Linked DNA regions of Mus musculus: regions 1 and 3 are each linked to region 2. Evidence: chromatin contacts called from public HiChIP or PLAC-seq data. All regions are on one chromosome and are shown on one strand. The core of a region is the stretch at or near the end of the contact, and the rest is flanking DNA. Distances in the headings are between cores, read along the strand shown.

What was found. HiChIP or PLAC-seq counts read pairs in DNA pulled down with a chosen protein or histone mark.
Region 1: a contact with region 2 is called in a FOXA1 HiChIP or PLAC-seq map of pancreatic cancer cells. The contact joins the promoter of Srp9 here to the promoter of Pycr2 in region 2. A contact is called at or near these places in 1 of 39 promoter capture datasets (embryonic stem cells) and 1 of 115 datasets of contacts at active chromatin or transcription factors (pancreatic cancer cells).
Region 3: a contact with region 2 is called in an H3K27ac HiChIP or PLAC-seq map of extraembryonic endoderm stem cells, with 10 times the contacts expected there. The contact joins the enhancer-like site here to the promoter of Pycr2 in region 2. A contact is called at or near these places in 2 of 115 datasets of contacts at active chromatin or transcription factors (extraembryonic endoderm stem cells and pancreatic cancer cells).

What each region holds. Positions count from the first base shown.
Region 1 is chr1:182,122,894-182,126,114 of GRCm38.p6, forward strand. Srp9 (signal recognition particle 9) reads left to right here and starts at 1,844. Exons shown (of 3, transcript NM_012058.3): 1 at 1,844-2,082. The coding sequence starts at 2,011. It overlaps Gm33725 (a long non-coding RNA gene), which reads right to left and starts at 1,873. Exons shown (of 3, transcript XR_373761.4): 1 at 1,540-1,873.
Region 2 is chr1:180,902,804-180,906,109 of GRCm38.p6, forward strand. Pycr2 (pyrroline-5-carboxylate reductase family, member 2) reads left to right here and starts at 1,471. Exons shown (of 7, transcript NM_133705.2): 1 at 1,471-1,727; 2 at 1,941-2,011; 3 at 3,071-3,250. The coding sequence starts at 1,661.
Region 3 is chr1:182,498,795-182,501,748 of GRCm38.p6, forward strand. All of the region lies in intron 2 of Capn2 (calpain 2), which reads right to left. Among named protein-coding and RNA genes, the nearest start is that of Capn2, 17 kb to the right of the region's middle. Within about 2 kb of position 1,382, at least 36 of the 459 cell types and tissues checked have an H3K27ac peak or open chromatin away from gene starts, as enhancers often do. A contact at or near this core is called in extraembryonic endoderm stem cells and pancreatic cancer cells, where this site is marked.

The DNA.
Region 1 (3,221 bases), core at 594-3,093, 1.2 Mb after region 2:
CTACAGTGTACTTACATATAATAAATAAATAAATCTTAAAAAAAAAGGACTGAAGGTTTGTCCCAGAGACTGCTCAATGTTTAAAAAAAAAAAGATTTATTTATTTATTTATTTATTTATTTATTTATTATGAGTATGCTGTTGCTGTCTTGAGACACACCGGAGGAGGGCATCGGATCTAATTACAGGTGGTTGTAAGGCACCATGTGGTTGCTGGGATTTGAACTCAGGACCTTTGGAAGAGTAGTCGGTGCTCTTAACTGCTGAGGCATCTCTCCAGCCCTGCTTGTTTATTTCTAAGTAGCCCAGTTTGGCCTTGGACTAAATAGCTGGGACTTTCCGCAAACTCATGACATAAAAAAAGAAAAAGAAAGAGCAAAAGAAAAAAAGGAAGGAAGGAAAGAAGGAAGAAAAGAGAAAGAAAATGAATGAAAGGAAAGAAAAGAGAAAAAATGAAAGAAAGAAAAAGAAAGAGAAAGAAGGAAAAAGAAAAGAAGTCGGGCAGGGGTGGCGCACGCCTTTAATCCCAGCACTTGGGAGGCAGAGGCAGGCGGATTTCTGAGTTCAAGGCCAGCCTGGTCTACAGAGAGAGTTCCAGGACAGCCAGGGATACACAGAAAAACCCTGTCTTGAAAAACAAACAAACAAACAAACAAACAAAGAAGAAAGAAAGAAAAAGAAAAGAAAAAGATAGGGAAGAGGAAGGCAAGATGGGGAGGAGAATGTGGCTAAGTTCAGTGGCAGAGACCTTGTCTAGAATGCACAATCCTTAGCACTGAAAACCCAAAACAATACAAGACAAAACAAAACAAAAAACCCAACAAAACTGTTTAAAGCTGATCAATGGGGGCTGGTGAGAGGGCTCAGGGTTAAGAGCACTGACTGCTCTTCCAGAGGTCATGAATGAGTTCAAATCCCAGCAACCACATGGTGGCTCACAACCATCTGTAATGAGAAACAAAAAATAAAAACAACAACAGCAACAACAACAACAAACCTTTGGGCCCGGATTGAGGAGGGGCAGAGCAAGATGGAGAAGGGAAGGGGGAAAAAGCAGCTCAATGGACAGGGGGATGTAATTTTTAGTAAGAGTAAACATTCGTGGGGCCAGGAGTGAAGACAGAGGAAATGAATTACAAGGAGGCATGAAGAAATTTCTAGAGGTGAAAAATACCCCCATATATTGATTATGACATTAGGCAAGTAGGTATATGCTCTGTGGCTGTGTGACGTGTGTGTATATGTATTTTTTTCAGAATCCATGATCGTATATTCTCAAAGCCGATGTTTACTGCACACATAAACTATATACCCCAATAAAATTTCTTTTAAAAGCTGTCCTGTGTCACACTCTGCCTGAGGGAAAGACTCAAATTTCGTATCCTAGCAGATGCCACAGTGTAGCTTCCTTCTCTCTGTGCTTCTTCTCTTCCTCCATTCCCTTGAACACTACTGTTCCTCTTAAGTACACGTACACTGCAGATCTTAAATGTGCCTAGAGGTCTCGCCCTTCTCTACTCCCTATTCAGTTTGTCTCACCTCTGGGAGCCTTGCTCCTTTTTGTTCCACTGACCCGATACAAAAGTCTACCACAGAAAGTTTTTGGTTGCGCGTCCGTTATGTCTCCCCAACTCCTTGATTAGGCTTTGAGTGTGACAGCTGCGCCTTGTCATCACCACGACTGTGACTTGGGTACCAGGTCACAGAGCTCCTTAGTCTTTGGAAAGGCAGCACAGGCACTATCCCCTCCAGCCCTGCAGGCGGCGCTGTGGCAGCCGCCCTCTCCTCTCCCGACCTCTCAGAGCGGAGGCCCCGCCCCCCGACATCACGCCTCCTGCCCATTGGACAGGCGCGCGGCCGAGGCTGGCCAATGGCGTGAGCGCTCGTGAGCCTCCGTCTTTGCGCCGCCGGAGTGCAGCGCTGTGGGCGGTTGCGGGAGAGCGGCGGGCCGCCGGGGCGACAGCGCCGTGACTCGCTTCGCGGCCTTGTTCCTCGCTGCCTGAAGCCACGATGCCTCAGTTCCAGACCTGGGAGGAGTTCAGCCGGGCGGCCGAGAAGCTCTACCTGGCGGACCCCATGAAGGTGAGTCGCTGCAGGGACCGCCCTGGGGCCCGGGGCTTCTCTACCCTTGGCGCGGCCTGAGCACGCCCAGGAAACAGTCGGCCCACCCGGTGCCACTGTCCCTTCGTCTGCTTCCGACTGACCCGGAGACCCAGTGACCCAGCGAGGCGACCCCAGCAGCTACAGGCAGGGCGGTTTCCGCAGCGCCGGACCCCACAGCGGCCTGCACCCGGGGGAGCTCCTAACTTCCGCTCGGGATCTGGTTGGTTTACGTGTCGCTGAGTGGGCTCCTCCCCCTGCACCGTCGCTTTCCTGTCCGTCGCTTAGTTTAGTGCCCCTTTCCTTTCCTACCCAGACCCGAGAGTACCAGCTTATAAAATGGTGCTACTGTACGTCCCAGTTAGGAAGCACCTGCTCTACTTTTTTTTTTTTTTTTTTGGATAGTGGGGATTTTTAGTCTTTTCCTGGACCAGTTGAAACATGGAGACTGTTTGCACTCTCACGTTAGACATAAATGTTTGCAAGCGGTTTCATTCCCCAAAGCAAACTACCCAGTCCCATCTCAGCAGTTCAGAACAAGTTCCGGGAGGGGGACACAAAGGTCAGCTTCATCATTCCTTAAAGGATTGTTGAAGGTATGGTAGACGCATGTTTTATGAATATACACGTTAAGGAAAAAGAAAACAAAAACAAAAAAACCGATGAGCAGCTAACAATCTCAAGAACCCGGGCTCAGTGCATAACACGAACTCTGTGTGTGTGTGTGTGTATCATAATGAGACTGCAGAGACACTCAGCATGCAGAACTCACTTAAGGATGGAAAGAGGGAATCTACTCCTTAAATTTGCCCTCTGACCACACATCTCTCACACTAACATGTACACACACAGACACACACATGTAAGTAAAAATCAAAAATATATTGGTACTGGCAGCTTGCGGTGGCAGTACTTACTACAGGATTTTACAGGGAGCATCTTTTACTTTTGGTTGTGAGCATAGCCTTTAGCAGCTAAGCCATCTCTCCAAGCCCACAGGAAGCATCTTTTAAGAAGGTCAGTCCATTAATTCTTACGTATGTCAGTGTTTGCTTGTGCACATGGGGTGCCTGCCCTGCTGGGGTCAGAAGAGGGCATTGAATCCCCGGGAAATGGAGTTA
Region 2 (3,306 bases), core at 221-2,720:
GAGAGAGAGAGAGAGAGAGAGAGAAGAGAAAGAAAGGAAAAAAGAAAGAAAGGAAGGAAGAAAGAAGAAAGAAGAAAGAAAAAGAAAGACATAGCTTTCTACTGAACCTAATTTTTGGGTAATAGACATGGATTCCTGTGTAATACAGGGAGCTAAGGGAGGGTTGGCTGCTGCAGATTGGCCATCTGCCTAGCCTGGGACACCTCAGTACTCTGTCCCATTGTCTGGTTCTTCCTAATTCTCAGAAGGGGCAGGCGTGTTACTTAAGGATAAGACAAGGGTGAAGGCCCTGAGGCACTGATAAAAATGATGCTGGGGGCGGAGAACCCGGGGAGAGGGGAGGGAGGAGGCTGAACTGGTTTTCCTATTGGCTGGGAGGTCCGGAAGGGAAGGGCTGGACGGTAGGGTCAGGGTGGGGCACTCCTGGAGGGTGTGTCCCAAATGGCTGGGTGGGAAGGTAGCTATTCATCTACCTCACTGTAGCAGAATACAAGAAAGCAGATAGTATGTATGTAGTTTCCAATTCTAGGAAGACTGGTAGGAAGGTCCATTGAGTTCAGGAACTTAAGTCTAGCCTGGGCAACAAAGCAAGAGATTCTGGCCAGAAAAAAAAAATCGTTCCACTTTAACTGTTTGGTTCGTCCATTAATGGAATAAATACACGTTAGAATCTTGTGTAAAATAACGTTTCGGTGGCGTTGGGAAACTGCTTATGATTGGTATACTATAGAAATGTATGTACTACACGCCTATAATCCCATCCCTCAAGAGGATGAGGCAGGAAGGTCACTAGTTCAAGAACAGCCTGGGCTACATAGTGAAACACTTTCCAAAAGTCAAACCCAACTTGTGGCTGTTCCTGAGCCCTCTGGTGCGTCTGGACATGTTTCGAGAAATCTTTCTGGGAATAAACAATACAATTCTAATGGAAGAGAGGAGATGTCACTGGTGATTCGGGACAGCTCCTGAAAAGCTTCGATGCTGGGTCTCTTTGTATACTCTAAAACCACAAGGTGGGGTGGACAAACAAGCAGTCATTTCTCACTGTCTCAGCTGTTTCTCCAGGTCGCCCTGTTCCGGGTAGCAAGAGAAGTCATGCTTGGCCAACAGGCCGTGCAAGCAGTGCTTTAAGGAAATCACTAAATAAATCAACAAATCATGATCTAGTAATTCGTCTTTTCTACCTAGTTCTACTTCGGAAGGAGCATGCCGAAGCTGGCTAGCTGTAGCCTGGTGTCCATGAGGGGTACATCTCTAATAGGCGTTTTGGAGATCTCACTCCTGAACCAGAGTTAGAAACCAACTCTTCTAACCAGGAATTACCAGTGTCCCAGGCAGGGCCAAGCAGACCCGCACCAGCGGAGCTAACAGGTTCCACCCGCTGCGCGATCAGGAGGCGGGCGCACGGCCTGACGGCGATGCCGATTGGTCCGCCCCAGACCCGAGCCTCGGATTGGTTGCCTTGGACACGTGGCCAACCGGAGGCTGCGTATTTGGCGGTGGATGCTCTGGGATACTTGGGGCCTCTCTAGCAGTTCATCTGGTGCATCCCGGTTTGAAAGCTGTTCCGAGCAATTCGGGTCCATCTTTTTCCACGCGCGGACACTGACCCCGGGATCCCCAGAGTCCCCGGATCGGCGCTCGCCGGGATCCTGCGGCCATGAGCGTGGGTTTCATCGGCGCAGGCCAGCTGGCCTGTGCTCTGGCGCGGGGCTTCACGGCCGCGGGTGAGCGCGTGGTCAGCCTTCCCTCTCACCAGAGTGAACGAGTGAGTGAGTGGGTGGGTGGGCGATGAGTGAATGTGAATGGATGGTAGATTTGCATCCATCTGCTGGGAGCATAGCGTCGGAGGCCGGCACTGCTAGAGCTGCTGTTGGCTTCCATTGATGGACTGCATGATTGGGCCATGATCTACAGTTGAAAAACTTTGTTTTCTGTAGGCGTCCTGTCGGCTCACAAGATAATAGCCAGCTCCCCGGATATGGACCTGCCCACGGTGTCTGCGCTCAGGGTAGGCTAGGAGGGATGGAGGGAAGTGGGCAAGAGGAAGAGGCCCAGGAAAAGCGTGTCCGGAGATGCCCTGAGTCTGGCAGGCTCCGACTCTCCTTTAGGGAAGTCATCATTGTAAGCCCTGCACCTTCTCTGAGGCAGCCTTGTGTGGTGGGAGCTCCCAGGCAAAGTTAGTGTCGGATCCTACTGGGGTGAAAGTAGGCATATAAGAAAGGTTCTTTTTGGGCTGGTGAGATGGCTCAGCGGGTAAGAGCACAGACTGTTCTTCCGAAGGTCCTGAGTTCAATCCAGCAACCATATGGTGGCTCACAGCCATCCCTTAACAAAATCTGATGCCCTTTTCTGGAGTGTCTGAAGACAGCTACAGTGTACTTACATATAATAAATAAATAATTCTTTAAAAAAAAAGGTTCTTTTTGTTAGTCTGCTTTGAATTTCACTGCATAGCCCGTGTTGGCTTCTAAGTCTGGAAAATTCTGCTTACCGATGTTGTAAATGACAGCGTTGCTAGGGGACTTGGTGAGTTACGTAGTTTCTTTATTCAATAAAGCTTAATGTCCCAAGTCTTCTAACATCTGGCCAATGTGGGACAGGTGAGCAGATGAAGCACTGTGGATACTGTTTGTGCCTAGTATAGGCTTATGTCCCCAACGCTGTAGGACCCCAGCTATGCACCTCAGAGCCCTAGAGGGGGCCCCGTGGAGACTTGTTACTCCGGTAAACAGCTGTGAGGTTGGGAGTGGGCTTTGCAGCTCTGCTTCCAGACTCTGGGTGCTCAGCTCTTTCCATCAGTTCTCTCTCACCTGGCAGAGAGGTTCGAGATTGCTGGGGTTGAGGGGACAGCCACTTTCCTGGCCATGGTGGAGCAGCTTACCATTTTGTACCTATTTGTCCGGTGGCAGGAAAGGAAAGCTGCCATTTGGGGATAGTCACGGAGCCCTGAAGGCACAGAACAGAGTGTTGGCTACAGTTGACAGAGAGGGTCTGCTATTCTATGGGTGGCACGGGCTCAGCCATATTACCTAGCATTACGGACAGGGTCCCCTACTCCTTACTGCAGAGGATGGGTGTGAATCTGACCCGAAGCAATAAGGACACTGTGCGGCACAGCGACGTCCTGTTCCTGGCTGTGAAGCCCCACATCATCCCCTTCATCCTGGATGAGATTGGAGCCGACGTGCAGGAGAGGCACATCGTGGTCTCCTGTGCAGCCGGGGTCACCATCAGTTCTGTGGAGAAGGTGCTGTTGCCCCGGTGCCCATTGTGTGAGAGGAGGGGTGGCCTGGGAGTGGCTCA
Region 3 (2,954 bases), core at 132-2,631, 1.6 Mb after region 2:
ATGTGTGTGCATTTACATGAGAGCAGAAGGCTCTGTCTTCTGTATATATTTGTGTGTGCACATGTGTGTGTATGTATGCGCTATGTGACATACACAAGAATGTATGTGTGTGTGTGCATACAAGAGAGCAGAGAGTTCATGTGTGTGCATATGCACAAGAGCAGGAGAGTGTGCCTGTGTGTGTGTTATGTGTATACACAAGAGCAGAAGGCTGTGTATGTGTGTGCAGTGCAGTCTCAGGTGCCGTCCTTTCTGCGTTTTGAGGCAGGCTTTCTCACTGGACTACTTAGGCTAGGCTGGCTGGTGAGGGAGCCACAGACCCTCTCTCCCCTCAGCCCAGGGCTACCTGCTACAGTGAACACAGACCCTCTGTACCCTCAGCCCAGGGCTACCTGCTACAGTGAAGCGCCCTTGACTGTACTTATGCTTTTCTCTCTGGGTTGGGGCTCCCTCTTCCTTCTGGACATTTCTCTTTCTCTATTAAGTTAAGGTCTGCAATTCTGTAACTCAGGCTGACCTAAAACTCACTAATAGTCTAGACTGGTCTCAAATTTACAGCAATCCTCCTGCCTCAGCCTCCCAAGTGCCGAGATTACAGTTGTCTAGCATCTGTGTGGCTCTGGAATGCATTTCCTTTATAGCTGCTTGGTTTTCTTTAAAGCTATCATGTTTGCACTGTCTGTATTTACACTGCTGGCTGTGTACCCTGGGAATGGAGAGGCACATGTATATATAAATTCTGCCTTGGCTGCTGTACAACTGTGACAGACCATCTCTAGTCTGTCTTTCTTGCCCGGAGAGCCTCATACTGGCTTCTGTCCAGCACCCGGGACAAGGGCAGGGACAAGGGTCAGAGACAGGTCACTGTAGCACTTATCGCTCATGAGAGTCCCCAAGGCTGTGCCTCCCCAGGGTGGGAGCTGGCAGCTGTTGACCATGTCCATGCTTAGCCCGGAGGTTACTGAGCCGCCTGTGACCACTGTCTACAGAATGCCAATCTGTCACCCAGGCTGCCTCACATCATCCCGGATGACACCAAAACTTCAGATTGAGCCCCAGAGGCCTCCTGTGTCCTGTCATCTACTCCCACTGGACTTTGTTTCTGTGACAAAACAGAGATAGAATATCTCCATCCAAATAGAGAGACCAGACTTGGGCTACACATATTTACTTTAGGATTATAAAACTCTGAGGTAAAATGACTGACAGTTTGAGGAAGGTGGGGGAGGCGGGGTTCTCGAGTCTAGAACCAGCACTGAAAGGACATTACTGTGGCCAGGGGAGTGGCCGAGGGTCTCACAGCCAGCCTGGCCCCCTTCATCTTTTACCTGGGGACACACTAAAAAATTCTGACTTCCTGTGGTGCAGTCCTCCAGGGTTCCCATCCAGGGTGTGTCTTGCTGCAGGCAGAGTTCATGCCTCTTGCCCGAGACCTGGCCTCCTCTGTTCTGTTTCTAGTTTTTCACTTCTCTGGCATGTTCCACACACCTGTTTGTCTTCCAGGACCAGAAGGCACCATAAGCCTCATCACCACGCCTCCAGACTCTTCAGACTCTAGGTTCTTTATCCTCTCAGCCCCCTGTAGCTTCGGCTCACTTTGTTCCTTGGCCCAGGCTCTCCCTTCCTGTGGCCTTTCCTTCCCTGGGTGTGACCCGCCCTTCTCACATTGTCCTAGGCACCACTCTGTCCCATCGGCTAAACAGGAGGCAAACAAAACAGACATGACAGTTGCCCACTGAGTCCATGACCCAGGAGCCTTGGACACTAAGGCTGGAGGGGCAGCAGTCACTTTGGGCAGGGACACTGGCCCAGCCTGGGTGGTGAGAAACTAAGCCAGAGAGACCCAGTTGGCCCACTGGAGGCCGACGGATACACACAAATGTGGTTAGAAATCTAGGTCTGGCCCTGATGCTGCTGCCGCTTAACAATGGGTGAACTTTGCCGCCTTTCTTTTCATCCCGTGCAAGCCTTAGTCACCTTTGGCAGTTTTGTTCTGGGAGGTGTGAAGCTGGCAGAGGGCTTGGGGAGGAGGGGCAGGGATTGCCACTGAGGTGGGAGTGAGAGAGGGAGGGGACAGTGCTGTGCCATAGCTCTGTCTCACGATTCTGGACAAGTCTTTGGCAGTGCTTCCAAAGTTGCAGAAAGTGCTGCTGTCCAAACAAAGGGACCGGATCATGGAAGTCAAGGTCAATATGGAGGTCAAGGTCAACACAGAGGTCAAGGTCAATATGGAGGTCAAGGTCAGCCCTGAGGTCAAAGTTAACATGGAGGTCAAGGCCAGCACTGAGGTCAAGGTCAGCAATGGCATTAAGCTCAACACAGAGGTCAAGGTCAACACTGAAGTCAGGGTCCATGTGGAGGTCAAGGTCAGCACTGAGGTCGAGGTCAATGTGGAGGTCAAGGCCGGCACTGAGGTCAAAGCCATGTTTGCATAATTGCTTAAGAGCCAAGAGGGGCTCCTACAGGGAAAGCCCCACTCCCTGTTTCACTAGACCAAATTTTCAGGGGAAATCTAGTTTCTCTTTACACCAACTAGGCTGGGCCCTGGACCTGAGAATCACAGGCCCTCTGGGGTCCCTTCTCTTCTTGGTTCCCTGACAGAGAACAAAGTTGCAAGGGTCTCCGGAGCCGGCCTCTTCCTGTTCCTGAATCTGTGGTTATGCTATGGGTTTCTTTCCGATGTGTTCTCCCAGAGACTCCTGCCTTGTCAGACCAGCATCTACTTCTTGATGTATCTATTCCTCAACTAATCAGTGATATTCTCTCTAGTCTGGGGTACCTGAGAAGACCTTTTATCCATGGGCCCTTGGGGTCTCTACAAATTCAGACTTTCTCTCTCCATTTTAATTGGTTTGGCCAAAGCCAGTTAAAGCCAGAGTCTGGGCTTTTCCACACCTTGGACTCAGCCTTGGAGACTCACTTAGCCTTCTGGGATGAAAAGGCTAATTGTTTCC